Regions from separate parts of the Triticum aestivum genome. Here regions 1 and 2 are each linked to region 3. The links are chromatin contacts, called in public Hi-C maps. All regions are on one chromosome and are shown on one strand. The core of a region is the stretch at or near the end of the contact, and the rest is flanking DNA. Distances in the headings are between cores, read along the strand shown. Region 1 holds the start of LOC123165735 (heavy metal-associated isoprenylated plant protein 28). Region 2 has its middle 54 kb from the start of LOC123171145. Region 3 holds the start of LOC123164295 (polyadenylate-binding protein-interacting protein 8).

What was found. A called contact is a pair of places that touch in the nucleus more often than the background predicts.
Region 1: a contact with region 3 is called in a Hi-C map of leaf, with 7 times the contacts expected there. The contact joins the promoter of LOC123165735 here to the promoter of LOC123164295 in region 3. A contact is called at or near these places in 2 of 5 Hi-C or Micro-C datasets (both in leaf).
Region 2: a contact with region 3 is called in a Hi-C map of leaf, with 8 times the contacts expected there. The contact joins the enhancer-like site here to the promoter of LOC123164295 in region 3. A contact is called at or near these places in 3 of 5 Hi-C or Micro-C datasets (leaf and an unstated tissue) and 1 of 1 datasets of contacts at active chromatin or transcription factors (leaf).

Annotation. Positions count from the first base shown.
Region 1 is chr7D:427,473,685-427,477,524 of IWGSC CS RefSeq v2.1, forward strand. It overlaps LOC123165735 (heavy metal-associated isoprenylated plant protein 28), which reads right to left and starts at 2,236. Exons shown (of 5, transcript XR_006483123.1): 1 at 2,054-2,236; 2 at 1,890-1,965; 3 at 140-1,758.
Region 2 is chr7D:426,753,230-426,757,026 of IWGSC CS RefSeq v2.1, forward strand. No RefSeq gene overlaps it. Among protein-coding and RNA genes, the nearest start is that of LOC123171145, 54 kb to the left of the region's middle. Within about 2 kb of position 2,227, at least 3 of the 8 cell types and tissues checked have an H3K27ac peak or open chromatin away from gene starts, as enhancers often do. A contact at or near this core is called in leaf, where this site is marked.
Region 3 is chr7D:427,074,770-427,078,476 of IWGSC CS RefSeq v2.1, forward strand. It overlaps LOC123164295 (polyadenylate-binding protein-interacting protein 8), which reads left to right and starts at 2,454. Exons shown (of 10, transcript XM_044581716.1): 1 at 2,454-3,040; 2 at 3,520-3,630. The coding sequence starts at 2,630.

The sequences.
Region 1 (3,840 bases), core at 986-3,485, 400 kb after region 3:
AATACAACTCATATGGAACTGGTGGTTCAAGAACTACACAAGAAAAATACAAGCTCGTATGGAACCGGTGGTTCAAGATCAGGGATGGTGAAGCCATGAACTGAAAAGAAAAATATGGGGGAAGGAGGAGGGGGCAAACCCTTGATCAGATGAGATAGTAACGTCCGCGGAACCGTTGCCGCCGACGTCGCCGGAGGGGATCGGAGCTTGGAGGAGGAGGGGAGATCTGGGGAAGGAGAACGGTGACGGCCGCGGTCCGTCGCCGTCGCTGGACGGGCGGAGCTTGGATCCTCAGCACTGGAGGGAGGGGGTCGGGAGCGTCGCTTCTTGTCACCGGCGGAGGAGCTCGGAGGCGGTCGAGGGCGCTAGATCTTGGTCGACGGCGTTGCCGTTCGCTCGTCTCGCTCGAGCCGTGGATTTCCTCCCCGAGCTCTGGGGTCGTGGGTTTCCTCCCCGTGGAAAGGACGTGGGTCGGGCAGGGTTACCCCGAGATGGATGCGGTCCAAATGACCAACTCATTTCCCTGGGCCAACTCGGCCCGTGGTTCTCCGGCCCGGGGAAACAGCGGGGATCCCCCGGGAAACCCTGCAACCAAATGAGGCCTCAAAGGAATTTGGCACTTTGGGGGAGGTAATGTTTAGGATGATCCTAACCTTCTTCAAAAACTTGTCTTAATAGTGCGGCTATCCTATGATTCGAATAAAATTGGAAACCTTTGAATTTTCGAAAAGCCGGCGCCTTTTCCCTTTTTAAATAGAGGGTCAACCATGTCTGTTGACAATCACCGAGAGAGTAATGTCCTAAGATTCACTTGATAAACAACATTAGTCATCACTAATTATATTGTCATCAACACTAGTGTTGATAAGTTGGTTAGGTTTCTTGTGGTGGAACCAGTCAACCTAGGTCAAAGTCCCATATTTGTTGATGCTCACATTTTCCTTAGATTATTTCAGGCATTTCAACGATGTACGTTCAGCGGGGACGATATTTCCATCGACTATGAGGTGCATGTGGTGATTTCAGTGGGAGAAGATTTACCTACTCGGTTTCTCAAAAGTGCTCAGAGGATAGGTTGTGTGTGTGCGCATCCATAGGTGAGTGTACGTGCGTGTATACGAGCGTCTCCATTTGTACTGTGTTTCTTCACGGAAAAACTTGCATATATTAAACCCGGATAACTTGCATAAATTTCTTGTTCCAAACATAGGCTTCAGTGTCTTAACAGAGCACCTTGACAGAGAGAACTATCCACAAGAGACGTATGTACACGATGCAGAGGCCAATTCGTAGGCATCGGAGCGACCACCGGTCAGCTGTGCACTCACATGACGGAGCAGGCGCTGGGGTTGTCGTCGCTGAAGTAGCTCCCCGCGTCGACAGGCACGGCGGCGTTGGACAGCCCCTGCTGCTGGTGGTAGTACCCGTGGAGGTCCGAGTCGTAGTAGCCATGGACGTGGTAGTTGTACGAGCTGGCGCTGCCGTACTGCGCCGCCGGCATGTACCCGCTCTTGCCGTGCGGAACGCTGTTGTAGTTGCGGTGTGCGTGGGCGGCGGCGGGCTTGGCCTGGTAGGAGTAATAGGCCGGCTGTGCGTGAGCGTAGGCGTAGGCGTGGTGGTACCCCGGGTCGTACGCCGACGGCCACAGCACGGCGAGCTTCCCCGTGCGCCGCGCCGCGCGCAGCACCTTCTTCTGGCTCGCCGTGCCGGTCACCGTCACCTTGTCCCGCGCTCGGTCCACGTCCACGTAGTGCACGCCTGCACAACACGACCACAAACTTATCATGAGGACATGTCTCTCTCCCTGCGTACTGTACGGCAAGTAAGTCTGATAGTAGTACCACTCCCACAAGCACGATGATTATCGAAATTCCTTTGGTGGTACGTACCTTGAAGCCTCAGAAGGGCCTTCCTCACGTTGTCCTCGCAGCCGTCGCAGTCGATGTTCATCTGCATCTCCACGATCTGCACGCAAGACAAGATTTCTCAAGGATTTAGCAGTAGACCTTGGCAATTTAGCCGTGGACAAAGGCAGACAGGTGTAAGAACTTACCGTCATGGCTGCAGACTGCTCTTGGAGAGGCTACGCGATGTGAGCCTGACAAAGTCGAGCTCCTTTCCAACTCAGAGTGCTCTGCTAGGACAATGTAGGGATGCATATAAGGGGCCGAAGGAGATGACAAGTGACAAAGGCCTGGATATTTATTTTTAAGGTCAAGTCAGCTCCTGGATAGACGAAGATATCTACTACCAGCTGCAAGTTGCACCAGTAGTGCGTATATATGTAGTGACAGTGGATGGTTTATTTGCCATGTTAACTTCGGCGCTGCATCATGAAAGCGACGTGCCAACGCGTCATAACGTTTTGTCTCGCACTGCCATGACGACGCCGAGCGGTGAATGGCCTCGTAGTTGCGTGACAGTTTTGCGGACGCTGTAGAGCGACCCATCGAGTTAATTAAGCTGACCTTAGAGTAGTGCCGGTATTTTTTGGGGAACAACCGAATGAGTAATGCCGATATGAGTCAGCACTATGCAAGTTGAACAAATGGAGAAGTGACCGTCGTGTGAAATATCAAGTGATGTACGATACTGTACCTCCTTTTCTTCCAAAAATACCTCTGTACATCTTGAAACCTGACACGAACCCGAATTCATCATCCGAACCAGTCAGCCTTCATGAAAGGGAGATATATCTTGGATGGGATCCTTGCCCTCCATGAGATTATCCATGAGGTTAAGAGCAAACAACTCCGTGCGGTGTTCTTCAAGATCGATTTTCATAAAGCCTATGATACCATTCATTGGTCCTTCCTTCGGGAAGTGTTGCTGAAGCGTGGCTTCGACCCTCACTAGGTGGCCCGGGTGATGCAGTTTGTTATGAGTGGCCGGACGGTTGTAAACATTAATGGGGAGGTTGGACCTTACTTCTTGACTGGCCAAGGGGTCCGACAGGGAGACCCGATCTCCCCATTTCTCTTCAACCTTGTGGTTGACGCGCTCGCTTCGATTCTGGACTTGGCCAAGCGCGCGGGTCACGTAAGGGGGATTTGCCCCCATTTGGTGGCCCATGGGGGTTTGACCCACCTCCAATATGCGGATGACACCATTATGATGGTGGAAGGGTCCGACGAAGATATTCAAAACCTCAAATTCCTCCTCCTCTGCTTCCAGGAAATGTCGGGCCTCAAGATAAACTTTGCCAAGAGCGAGGTAATGGTCTTGGGATATTCCCAAGGCCCAGCGGATTGCTAACCGTTTGAACTGCCGCTTGGGGTCCTTCCCGATGACCTATCTTGGCATGCCCCTCAGTGACGCACGGCTCCAGGAGAAGGACTTCCGTCTAATAATCGCCAAGCTCCAACCTAGAATGGAGCCTTGGCAAGGGAGATTGCTTTCCAAAGCCGCCCGAGTGATTCTAATGAACTCCTCCCTTATTAGCTTATTGATGTATATCATGGGATTCTATAGTCTACACGAATCCCTCCATCATGAAGTTATCAAACTACTCTCCCGATTCTTTTGGGCGGGCGAGAACAATAAACAGAAGTACCACATGGTCAAGTGGTCCGAGATCTGTAAACCGAAGGACCAGGGAGGCTTGGGGGTTATTTCCTCTAAGCGAATGAATATCGCCCTCCTGTCCAAATGGCTTTGGCGGATCCAAACTGAGGAGGGTGGCCTATGGCTTCAGATTATCCGTGGGAAGTACCTTCGCAGGCAACCACTTGCGTTTGCGTCTAGGTCTGGAGGTTCCCAATTCTGGCAATCGGTGATCCCTCTGTTACCGGTCCTGCGCATTGGGACCTCCATCCAGATAGGCTCCGGTGATGCCACCCT
Region 2 (3,797 bases), core at 977-3,476, 320 kb before region 3:
AATTATCTGAAAATATAGCAGAAAAGTCATTTCATTTGTTTACACATCCCAAGCCTTGAAACCCCTCTATTATGGCTTCATTTGGGACTACACTGTTTGTTTCTGTATGCATGGGACCATGTAGCAAATCAAATGCATGTTGGACCTGTGTTGGTGTTCTCCCAACCACATAATCCCTCAATGGCCTACATCAACTTGATGGTGGGGTGGGGGTGGGGGGTGGGGTTTCTTCTGTCAATACCAAGCAGTACCACCAACGGAATGATTTTATTGGGCTACCCCTTTCCTTTAGTGGGTCATTTCGCGACGAACAGTGTGGTGAGGACCATTTTTTCTTGTTGCGCAGGGTCACCATCTTGCGGTACACAGTTCTTGCTGGTTGGAGGGTTGCAATTATTTTCTGTTACTCTGATCTGTCATCGTGGAAACTGCTTTCGCCGGGGACGGTTAGCATGAGCAATATCACAGACCTGGAGTACACTCTTGTGAAATTCTGCAACCTCTCATTTACATACACTTTCCGGTGCAAACGGTTAGCGTTCAGGTGTGGCATGGGCAGCTGGAGTGTCTCCATCTTGCAAGCAAGACAAGATGGTTTTACTCGGGAAACTAACTCATTTTCTGCTTTTTCTGCAACGCAGTTTCTGCGGTGTCACTGTCCACAAAGCCTCGTTGATTCGTGAAACTCAGGAATAGGAAAAATATAAGAATGGAGCGACATGCAATCTCGGATTAGCATGGGCATTTGATTGTGCCCGGAAAAGAAAACGTGAGTAGAAATCTTTTACATGAGTTTGGAAATAGATGGAAATTCTCCTATGAAACCGGTACAAATTAATCCTAAGGAATCAGTCATATGGTTTGCAATCCTACGAATCTGACAACGCACACAGAAAATATTTTTGGAAGGATTGGAATCTTCTAGAGTTCCTTCAGGAATCCTCCGGATCAAAGAGGCCCTCCTGATATTTTGCTTTCAGGATGCGGCGTCCATCACCCCGGCCAAAGTTGACATCGCCGGCTCGCCATCAGGCCATTAACCATCTGAACAGGGTCCTGGTTAGAAGTTGGCAAGCATTTTCCACATAGCCGGAGCACGCCTGCCCTCGGTTACGTAGCATGTGTACGTTCGATGGCCTCTCACGATTTCGTCCCCGCCCAAACCTCTCAGCCATCGGGACAACGACCGCCCTCGCGAAGCTTATCGCACCGGCTCGGTTCCTTGTTCCGTATCGTACGTGACGCACGACACGAGCGAGGTAGTGTTCCCTATCCTGCCCTGCGTCATGTATTTTAGCACCATATTCCCTATCTATCTATCCATCCCTTTGTGCTCTACCGCCGCTGGCTCTCACCCGGCCGAATCCTTTGCGCCGAGGCGGTGCCGCGGGCGGGCGGCTCGGTCCTTTTCGAGCTCCATGCCATGGTGTGAATAAAATAAAGAATAAAAAAGTTGCGTTTGTTCTGAAGAATATAGATGGAATATAATATATTCCCCGTGTGCGTGAGAGAGAAAAAAAGGTCTCTGCTCGCCCCTCATCCATCCCTTGTCCTTTTGATGACAGCACTGGGATTGATTCCCCAGCGGAGCCTCGGTCCACTGGGCCGATAGATCGATCATGCATGCTATCCTCTGCACCCAAATCGCCGGTGAATCGCGAAAAGGTTAATCTTGAACAGCTTCTCTCTCGGCGCTACTGGAGATCGAGGAACGGAAGTATTTAGTTAGTACTATCCTTTAGATAGATTTAGCCATTCGGCGCTTGAGATTATATTAGATTAGGGTTTGTCAGGTGAGAGAGACAGAGTGGTTGAAACATTCGTGTCGCTGATCAGACGAATTTGATCGCCATTCTTCATGTTGATCAGGATGTGTCCGTGCTTCTGTTTGGCAGTGGGAAATGACGAGCGGAAACGAGTCTCGGCCGTTGTTGAACCGGGGGAATTGATCTGACCGGCAGTTGGGTTGATGCGCGGAGCTTGAACATTACTAGTAGCGTCGTTGATCAGACGAAGTTGATCGTCATTCTTCGTGTTGATCAGGACGTGGGCGACAGTGCTGCCCTTCTTTTTTTGGTTTTAAAAAGATGACGAGCGGAAACGAGCCTCGGCGGTTCTTGAACGGGAGAAATTGACCGGACCGGCAGTGTATAGAATACTCCATGTCCTTTTCCGTTTCAAATTGTCTCCAAAGCCATTGACCAAATTTATTATTAGTAGCACGGTAACATCACGAGCTCGTAAAGGGCACGCTTCCGTCTCACTCTCAGGCCTCAAAACAAAACTCGGCCACGTCCTGGACTCAGGCTTTTATTTTATTTTATTTTATTTTCTCAATCAAAGGTAGGAAAAGCTCTGGAAAACAGAAAGTTGGGTTGGCCTTTTGCTCAAGGAAAAAAAAAGAAGCAAACGAAAGGGAAGATGCTCACGTACGCACGCAGACGTTAATTCGCGCACGCTTTTCTTTCCGTGAGGTCACGTGCGTCAGCTCTGAGCGGCCCCAGGGCCGGAGATCGCCTGCGGTCGTGCATTTTGTAGCCTTCTCTGCGGCGGCGTCGCACGTGAAGCCACATCGCTCCGAAGTGGCATACGACAAAACGAACTGGGTAAAATAGAATAGAATAGAATAGTCGTTGGGCGCAGTGAGAACTTCTCCGTTGATGCTGCTTGGGATAATCCGTGGACGGGGACGGGGTGGATACGACGATGCCGACCTGGGCGAGCGAGCCGTCGAGCGCAAATGATGTCTCTGCGTCGGATGCGCGTGCTGGGCTATGGGGTGGACGGCGGAACAATTCTCCGGCTTCCCAAATGGTGCTTTAGAGCAACTTCGACGTGTCTGATCCAATTGTTCACGCGTGTCTGTTAAACGCGACGACCCAAATAGACACGAATCCGCTATTTGTCCGCCGCGCGACCCATGTGCGGCTCAAATTTAGGCTACATTTGTGTCGTGCGGACAGAAAACAGACGCGCGTGCGCTATTTGTCCACCGCGCGACGCATGTGCGGCTCAAATTTGGGCCGCATTTGTGTCGGCGCGGACAGAAAACGAATGTGCGTGATGCCCACCCTTGTCTTCCGTTGGCCCGCCAATCGGCGACACATTGCCATTCCATCTTTCTTTCATCGGCAGCTAGCACACCCGGCCGCCCCCTCCCCCTCGGCGTCGCCGCCAACCGGCCACACCCACGTGCCTCCTCTCGCAACACGCCACCTTCCAACGCAGCCGCCACCACCGCCCTCGCCCCACCGCCGCCGCAGCTCCCCAACGTCGCCGCCCCCACCCCCTGCCTGTAGCACCCAAGTCCGGCCGCCACTCTGGATGCCGACAGGCCTGCTACCTGGTCCAGGGAGAGGCGCGAGGCTCTTCACCGGCCAGCTTCTTCCACAACGCCCGCAAGTTGTTCGAAGGTTTGCCCGCAAGGTACAGATGGACTCCGGTGACGAGTTCTTTTTCCACAATTTTATTTGCGACTCGGATGAATCTTCATCCTATGATGACGAGTTTCTGGCTGTTGTGTTGGTCGTCCATGACCACCTTAGTAGGCAGCGGCCGATATTCAAGGGCTCGATCCTAGGGCACACTCCGACGTTACACCGCAACCCAAAGAGCGGTCATTTCCTACTCTGGAAGGACTACTTCGAGTCCCCCAACCTGCTCTTCAAACACCACCTATTCCGGCGCTGTTTCCGTATGGCTAGACATGTGTTCAACCATATCCGAGAGGGGGTGGTGGGGTACGATAAGTATTTCGAGTGCAAGGAGGATGCCCTGGGAAAGATTGGCTTCTCCTC
Region 3 (3,707 bases), core at 1,204-3,703:
CACCTGGTCGCTGACGAATTTGGTCACACTGAGGAGTTATGATTTCGCCAGTGCGATCCGCCTATCGTGAGGAAATTCAGTGCCCCGATAAAATTGAGAGTTCGACTTATGACCGTTGTTGCGCCGCGTGCCAGCTGTTGAGTGGATCCTTATCCTGACAATGGTCATGTCTGAGAAGGGCATTTATGACATTTCATGTCGGGTTGCCCTGGCTATAAATAGTCGCCCCCACAACCACTTATTGGTTGGCTGCTATAGAGAGAACTTGACACTTGTCATTTGAGAGCAACCCATCCTCTCACTACTTTGAGAGAATCCAAGTGAGGAAAAACCCAACCAGAGACAAAGTGATTTGAGTATCACTGAACTGTGTGACCGGCCTGTTACCTTTGAAGATTGTCATTCTTCCAGACGGTTAGGCGTCAAATTCTGAGCACCCAAGAGTCATTGTGGTGTGCCGGTGAACAAGTCTGTGAAGGTCTTGAAAGTCTACCTTGAAGACTTACCATGAGTGATTGGGTGAGGCCTAAGTGACCTTGGCTCAAGAGGAATACAGCGAGGACTAAGTGTCCTCTAAGTTCATCTCAACCGCCTAAACCAGACGTACATTTGATACAACAGCTGGAACTGGTATACCAAATCGCCGTGTCTTCACCGAGCCAACCTGGTTTCAAATTCCTCACCCTTACCTTTAGTATTTCCGTTGCTGAAGAATTTGCGATCTACTTTCTGAAGAATTTGAACTGAAGACTTTCATCACGCTGTTTTCATTTCTTCAGTTCATCTTCCTCATGCCTGTATGCCTGTATGATTGCATGTTCTTCACCTGTATGTATCTTGTATGCAAGCTTTCTGTTTCTGTGATGATTTAGTTCCCTCGCGTTTCTATTTCTTCACTCCGATCTTCGTCAAATTCATCAGAGTTTGACGAATTTCTAAAAATGTCCCATTCACCCCCCTCTGGGAGTAAACCTGCGTTTTCACTTACTACATGACAGTGAAAATAGGTAGTTCTAGAAGATATCCCGCGCGTTGTTGCAGGGATTGCTTGCAATAATTTAAATAAAAATAATATATATATATATATATATATTGTATTTGATTATTGTATAGTTGTAAATATATATAGAATATATTTAATTCATATGCATGTTGAGAGAAATATAATTAGAATGATTTAAGTTGGGATGTGTGCATGTTGAGAGAGAATATTAATAGTAGTTTTCATGCATATGAAGAGAAACAGCTAGTGGGATGATGAGGTGGCATATATGGTGAGTTTACATGTGAGCATGTTGAGAAAATTGACATAGGAATCAACTATTTAGGTATATAGGATAGGATAGGACTAGGGTCACCTTCCTTCACCATATCTCGCTCCCCTTTTCTGATTACCTGAATCTGCATGGTCTAATTTTGTTCTTAACTTCGACACAAAAATACACACCAAAGATTGCATGCATTACCCCGTATATTGATATATAATTATATTTATATAGGGAACCAATGTATACTGACCTATACACTCCTAAATTTATAACGAGCTATACAATGCTAAATTGATGTATATTTACATTTATCAGGGGAGCCACTGTACAATGACATATACAACGCTAAATTATAAAAAATGTACGTGAAAAAAGAATTTCTACAGTTTCAGCTAAAATAAGTAATAACTAGTATACAAGTATCTAAAATATGTATACACCCAACACATTAACACAACACATGGTCATTCTATTGCGCGCTTAACATCAGACAATAAGGAAAAAGAAAATCATACTTCCTCCGTCCCGAAATAAATGTCTCATTTTATACTAAGTTTAGCACAAAGTTATACTAAAATTGAAGGTTGGGACAATTATCTTAGGACAGAGAGAGTACTTGTTTTGCTCTTATTATGAGCAGTAACATACGACCACCTAACCCTCAATCAGATCTGCCAGATGACATAGTCTCACCAACCTCTGCACTCTACCCTCTCGTCCCAATACCTATCGTTCAAAACTCCCAGCAGTTTAATGCGCACCGCATAATAATCGGTGAAGCCCATAGTGAGAGTTGCCGGTCATCTCACTTATGTTTTCATACGTGCACGCTGACTCCGCAAACATGGCCGCAAGCTCAGAAGATCCCACCGTTCACCCCGATGACCCGCCATTCTACACACCCATACAACTCAATCTCTCTTTAGAAAGCTTCCACGCAAAATGATAATTTCTCTTCAAGAAAGTATTTTTTCGGCGCAAAGAATAGATGAATAAATAAACGGATAAACACGATGACAGAAGCGTAATGGACAGAAACAAAGGCGAATACGCCCCACACCGATTTATTTTCCCCCAAGAAAGGACTTTGTAGCGCACGGAAACGAAAAGGAAAAGGATATTAGTCGCAGTAGAGAAAAGAGTGGGCTTGGGCACCTATTTATAGCCAACCTCCCCGAAAGCGATCTCGCTCGCCTCCTCCACGCTTTTTCCCTTCCATTCCTCCCTCCTCGCAGCCCCAATAAATAATAAAAACCCAACCCCACGCCCAATTCCTTAGTCCTCGATTCGATTTTCTCGCCAATTCACGGGCCGCTAGTGCCGGGGGCGCGATCGGCGGTGAGATTCGTCGCCGGGCGGAAATGGTTGCCGTGGCGGCCGAGGGCCCGATCCGCGCCGATGCCGTGCCGGCGGCGGCTGGGGCGGGCGCGGAGAGGGCCGATGCGGCGGGCGCGGGCGGGGCGGCGGCGGCCAAGGCCAGGGAGGACGAGGTCAGGGAGTACAAGAGTGACGTGAGGAAGCTGGAGGAGCTGTTCAAGAAGCTGAACCCCTCCGCGGAGGAGTTCGTGCCGCTCTCCCGCCGCCAGGGGGACGGCGCACGCCGCCTGTCGGCCGACGCGCCAGTCTTCGTCTCGCCCGCGATCGACTACTATGCGCCCCACCACCCGTTCCAGCATCAGCAGATGCACGTGCTGCAGGTGGTCGGTGGCGGGGGCGGAGCGGGCAGAGACTCCAGCAGCGACGGATCCGCCAACGGCCAGCCGAATCGACGGGTAAGCGCGAGCCGAATTGCCGATTCGGGCTCGGTTTTTTCGATTTGTTTCGCGTGGCGCTTTGGAGTGGCGACGCCTTGTGGCCAGATCAGTCGATCAGATTTGAGGTTTATGATGATGTTGATGGGTTTGGGTTTTTTTGATCTCTCTCTCACGCGATCGGCTCGGAGGTTGATCTCTTTTCTAGGGTTTTAGGTGTAGTTGGGTTTTGATATTAGCACCACCAATTTTGGATGTCGCGAACGTTACTTTGGTGAACGGTTTTTTCTCATAGATCGATTGATTTCTTCTCATCTCTTGTCCGTTTAACTGGATTCGTGTGGTTGACTTCATATCCGTTTGCTTTTCAGTTGTTGTTAGTTTTTTTTCACATAAATTTGTTTGTCAATGCTAATTCTACATTTCACCATGTTTGGGTTTTAGGGGGCAGCACTTCTTTCTCGGTTATATTGATCACCTGCATTGGTCTGTGGTTACAGAGAAGGAATGGCTTCAACCAGGGGAGACGTAGGATGGGAGTTCGGCCAAGGCGAACTGATAGGGAGGATAGTGTACGGCGAACTGTCTATGTCTCAGACATTGATCAACATGTGAGAATATCAAAGAGAATTTAGCTGTTGTATTAGTTTCTTCTTTTCAGTTTTTGTTCCTAATTGACTGACCCCCA